Regions from separate parts of the Mus musculus genome. Here region 1 is linked to region 2. Evidence: chromatin contacts called from public HiChIP or PLAC-seq data. All regions are on one chromosome and are shown on one strand. The core of a region is the stretch at or near the end of the contact, and the rest is flanking DNA. Distances in the headings are between cores, read along the strand shown.

Evidence for each region. HiChIP or PLAC-seq counts read pairs in DNA pulled down with a chosen protein or histone mark.
Region 1: a contact with region 2 is called in an H3K4me3 HiChIP or PLAC-seq map of embryonic basal ganglia, with 4 times the contacts expected there. The contact joins the enhancer-like site here to the promoter of Bmp2 in region 2. A contact is called at or near these places in 6 of 39 promoter capture datasets (the 3T3-L1 cell line, embryonic stem cells, frontonasal cranial neural crest and 1 more), 8 of 115 datasets of contacts at active chromatin or transcription factors (embryonic basal ganglia, embryonic forebrain, embryonic hindbrain and 5 more) and 2 of 9 other capture datasets (embryonic stem cells and embryonic trunk).

Annotation. Positions count from the first base shown.
Region 1 is chr2:134,066,870-134,069,569 of GRCm38.p6, forward strand. No RefSeq gene overlaps it. Among named protein-coding and RNA genes, the nearest start is that of Gm39940, 330 kb to the left of the region's middle. Within about 2 kb of position 1,377, at least 23 of the 459 cell types and tissues checked have an H3K27ac peak or open chromatin away from gene starts, as enhancers often do. A contact at or near this core is called in embryonic basal ganglia, where this site is marked.
Region 2 is chr2:133,550,790-133,553,489 of GRCm38.p6, forward strand. Bmp2 (bone morphogenetic protein 2) reads left to right here and starts at 1,370. Exons shown (of 3, transcript NM_007553.3): 1 at 1,370-2,562. RefSeq lists promoters at 1-2,335, 1,332-1,530, 2,020-2,335 and a cis regulatory region at 348-358.

The sequences.
Region 1 (2,700 bases), core at 127-2,626, 520 kb after region 2:
AGATGGCATCTTAGAAAATGTTATTTTCCAGATAAGATGCCACCTAGCTGTTCTCTCAATTTTGAAATGTGAAAGGTGACAAAAATCAGCCACTGCCACGTGGTTATACATGTACAGGATCTACATGCCTATGTTGTACATCAGACACAACAGAGACCTGCATGCCTTCTTTGAAGGAGATACATACATTTTCAGAATAAATTATTGTGTTATAATAGATACAACCGTATGGCCAAGGTGACCTAAATTGATTCCAGTCAAGCTGGGTCCAGATGCTCTGGAATAGGCTGGAAATCAATGAAAGAGGCAAGAGGAACCTCTTCAGAACTAAGCAAGAGAAAGCTACATTTACACCCTCCACAGTGTGAGGTGAATTGAGCCCCAGCAGGGAAACAGTGCCCCTGGAATGATCTTTTTCTGTCCTAGGAACAATAGTCTATTCTCACAGTTGGTTGTCCCAAAATTTTTGAAGAATATGAATCAAACATTGTGGAATGGATAGAAGTAATATAAAATTATAGAGTACTAGTATTGCTATTTTCTACATTTTCTTTGAATAAGAAACTAGAAATAAAAGAAAACCATGCAAATATATATATGTATATATGTATATCCTCTTAAAATTATGTGAGTGGTAGGAATTCTAAATTGATACACTAGTTTATCTGAGATCGCTGAAGTAACCAATGGTGGTAAGGGTTACACAATACACAACTTGATGCCAAGTCTAGCCCTGTCTGTCTCATGTCTGAGTTCCTGTTCTAGCAAGGGTACAAGTTCTCATACATAGAAAGCCCTCAGTTAATCCCTGTTAAAAAATCATGCCCAAGGTGTTGACCCTCCTGAGAATATGCTTAAGTTCTTCAGACACATAATTTCACATTTCTTTCTGAATGGTTTGCATTTAAACTGTTGTCAGTAACATCTGTAGTAGCATCTACAAACTTGGTGGACAGTTGTTGCTGGGAACCGTTCCCTAGACTCTAATTTGCTTGTATTTACCTGGAGGGTGAATACATCTATGCAGACTGCAAACTTTTCTCAAAGGTCTCTTGTCTTTCACTCTCCCTTACATCTTAATCCAGGCTTCTATGTATGAATAAACACCAATGCCTTTGCTCACAGGGCTGACCTATCATAGTCAAATACACACACACACACACACACACACACACACACACACACACTGAGGTAATCTTTATCCAGGCACTTTCTGATTATATTTCACTTTTTCACACTGTTGTCCCAGAAGACGTTGACGTCATCTGGAGACACAGTAGCGCCATCGGCCTTCAGAGGTTCAATTTATTCTGCCATCCGGAAACCCAGCCGACAAGGCAGCCAGTGTTTGGAATTAAGCTTCTGACATGCAGGGCATGGTGGAGTGCAAACATTGGTTAGCGCTTCCTTTCTCGGCCACAAAGGAAAGCCACACTGATTGGTATTCAGGAAAGGGACCTCCTGTTTCGAAGGATTCCTTCATGCTGTTCAGCAATACTCCTTAGGGTGGATTTTCCCATTTGAACTGCAAAGCTTAAACACAAATATTAACTACCTGAAGCTGCAAATAGCAGCATGGTACATTAAAAAAATAATGAATATTTTAACCAGCCTTTGCCCAACCAAGAAAAATATTATGCAGAAACAAGGCTGATTTTAGAAAAATGCCTAAGGAAACATTTTTTTTAAAGCGTTGAGCTTCCTTTCAAAGTTTGTTTTTGCTAAACATTCGTAGTTTTGCTTTTTCCAACTCAATTTTTATTATAAGAGAGGTCTCCCACATGTGCCTGACATTTCTTTCAGAATAGTAACTAATACACAAAACTTTGGGAAATGGTGGATAAGCTCTTAAATGCGACAGAAAGAATAAAATTCATTGCTCAGAAGGGAAGGCACCTCTTTGTAGGTATGTGTGCTTGAGGCCTCGTAGATACCGGGGTTCTGAGCGTTTAGACTAGTTACAGGTTTGTCTTGTCATTTATCAAATAAATTTTTTTTTATTTTGATTTAAGTTGATGGAGGGTAATTGTACATCTTTATGTGGCACGATGCGATCTCTCATCACCATTCTATTATTATGTGTGATGACCTAGACAAGACGTGTATCTACCACCTCAAACACCCTTTGTAGTGTTGGGAAAATGAACTCTTCTTTTCTAGTTGCTTTCAAACATAATCCTCTTAGTCAAAATCACTTTACAGTGCAATTGGACACAGAATCTTACTCTCATGCTCCGTGTCCATTCTATCTTCCAGACTCCTGTAACTACCATTCTACTTGGTACAGTAATGACAGCCACTGTTTACAATTTCAAACTTAGTGAAATTGTATCCTATTCAGCTTTCTGTATCATTTAGGATAATGTACTTTAAGTTATCCACATAGCCACAAATAGGACAAGATTTCATCTTTTTTTTTTTTTTTTTTTTTTTTGCACTGAATGCTGTTTCGTTCGGCTTATGTACTGTATTTTCCATATCACTCACTGTTGATGGGCTCATAGGCTGACTCCAGGCCATGGCTATTGTGACTAATGCTGCAACAACCATGTGTGTGTGGATGGCCTTTGAGGCTGACTTTATTCCCTTCCATGTATACCCCGAATTATATAGTACTTCAGTTAGAAATTTTTGGAAGAACTTCTAAAATGTTAACTGGCTCCCATGATGTGCCCAATGGTGCTGCCTCATCTATAGTCA
Region 2 (2,700 bases), core at 120-2,619:
TACACACTTACACGTCTGAGTGGAGTGTTTTATTGCCGCCTTGTTTGGTGTCTCATGATTCAGAGTGACAACTTCTGCAACACGTTTTAAAAAGGAATACAGTAGCTGATCGCAAATTGCTGGATCTATCCCTTCCTCTCCTTTAATTTCCCTTGTAGACAGCCTTCCTTCAAAAATACCTTATTTGACCTCTACAGCTCTAGAAACAGCCAGGGCCTAATTTCCCTCTGTGGGTTGCTAATCCGATTTAGGTGAACGAACCTAGAGTTATTTTAGCTCCCCGACTGAAAAGCTAGCACACGTGGGTAAAAAAATCATTAAAGCCCCTGCTTCTGGTCTTTCTCGGTCTTTGCTTTGCAAACTGGAAAGATCTGGTTCACAACGTAACGTTATTCACTCTGGTCTTCTACAGGAATGCTCAGCCCATAGTTTTGGGGGTCCTGTGGGTAGCCAGTGGTGGTACTATGAAGGCTCCTGAATGTAGGGAGAAATGGAAAGATTTCAAAAAAGAATCCTGGCTCAGCAGCTTTGGGGACATTTCCAGCTGAGGAAGAAAACTGGCTTGGCCACAGCCAGAGCCTTACTGCTGGAGACCCAGTGGAGAGAGAGGACCAGGCAGAAAATTCAAAGGTCTCAAACCGGAATTGTCTTGTTACCTGACTCTGGAGTAGGTGGGTGTGGAAGGGAAGATAAATATCACAAGTATCGAAGTGATCGCTTCTATAAAGAGAATTTCTATTAACTCTCATTGTCCCCTCACATGGACACACACACACACACACACACACACACACACACATCACTAGAAGGGATGTCCACTTTACAAGTGTGTATCTATGTTCAGAAACCTGTACCCGTATTTTTATAATTTACATAAATAAATACATATAAAATATATGCATCTTTTTATTAGATTCATTTATTTGAATATAAATGTATGAATATTTATAAAATGTAATAATGCACTCAGATGTGTATCGGCTATTTCTCGACATTTTCTTCTCACCATTCAAAACAGAAGCGTTTGCTCACATTTTTGCCAAAATGTCTAATAACTTGTAAGTTCTGTTCTTCTTTTTAATGTGCTCTTACCTAAAAACTTCAAACTCAAGTTGAATATTGGCCCAATGAGGGAACTCAGAGGCCAGTGGACTCTGGATTTGCCCTAGTCTCCCGCAGCTGTGGGCGCGGATCCAGGTCCCGGGGGTCGGCTTCACACTCATCCGGGACGCGACCCCTTAGCGGCCGCGCGCTCGCCCCGCCCCGCTCCACCGCGGCCGCCCCGTAGGGCGCGCCGTCCACACCCCTGCGCGCCGCTCCCGCCCGCCCGGGGATCCCCGGCGCGCTGCGCCTCCGAGGGGGAGGTGTTCGGCCACGGCCGGGAGGGAGCCGGCAGGCGGCGTCTCCTTTAAAAGCCGCGAGCGCCGCGCCACGGCGCCTCCGTCGTCGCCGCCGGAGTCCTCGCCCTGCCGCGCAGAGCCCTGCTCGCACTGCGCCCGCCGCCGCTGCGCTTCCCACAGCCCGCCCGGGATTGGCAGCCCCGGACGTAGCCTCCCCAGGCGACACCAGGCACCGGACGCCCTCCCGGCGAAAGACGCGAGGGTCACCCGCGGCTTCGAGGGACTGGCACGACACGGGTTGGAACTCCAGACTGTGCGCGCCTGGCGCTGTGGCCTCGGCTGTCCGGGAGAAGCTAGAGTCGCGGACCGACGCTAAGAACCGGGAGTCCGGAGCACAGTCTTACCCTCAATGCGGGGCCACTCTGACCCAGGAGTGAGCGCCCAAGGCGAGCGGGCGGAAGAGTGAGTGGACCCCAGGCTGCCACAAAAGACACTTGGCCCGAGGGCTCGGAGCGCGAGGTCACCCGGTTTGGCAACCCGAGACGCGCGGCTGGACTGTCTCGAGAATGAGCCCCAGGACGCCGGGGCGCCGCAGCCGTGCGGGCTCTGCTGGCGAGCGCTGATGGGGGTGCGCCAGAGTCAGGCTGAGGGATGCAGAGTGGCGGCCCGCCCGCCACCCAGATCTTCGCTGCGCCCTTGCCCGGACACGGCATCGCCCACGATGGCTGCCCCGAGCCATGGGTCGCGGCCCAGCTAACGCAGAACGTCCGTCCCTCGCCCGGCGAGTCCCGGAGCCAGCCCCGCGCCCCGCCAGCGCTGGTCCCTGAGGCCGACGACAGCAGCAGCCTTGCCTCAGCCTTCCCTTCCCGTCCCGGCCCCGCACTCCTCCCCCTGCTCGAGGCTGTGTGTCAGCACTTGGCTGGAGACTTCTTGAACTTGCCGGGAGAGTGACTTGGGCTCCCCACTTCGCGCCGGTGTCCTCGCCCGGCGGATCCAGTCTTGCCGCCTCCAGCCCGATCACCTCTCTTCCTCAGCCCGCTGGGCCCACCCCAAGACACAGTTCCCTACAGGGAGAACACCCGGAGAAGGAGGAGGAGGCGAAGAAAAGCAACAGAAGCCCAGTTGCTGCTCCAGGTCCCTCGGACAGAGCTTTTTCCATGTGGAGACTCTCTCAATGGACGTGCCCCCTAGTGCTTCTTAGACGGACTGCGGTCTCCTAAAGGTAGAGGACACGGGCCGGGGACCCGGGGTTGGCTGGCGGGTGACACCGCTTCCCGCCCAACGGCGCAGGGCGCCTGGGAGGACTGGTGGAGTGGAGTGGACGTAAACATACCCTCACCCGGTGCACGTGCAGCGGATC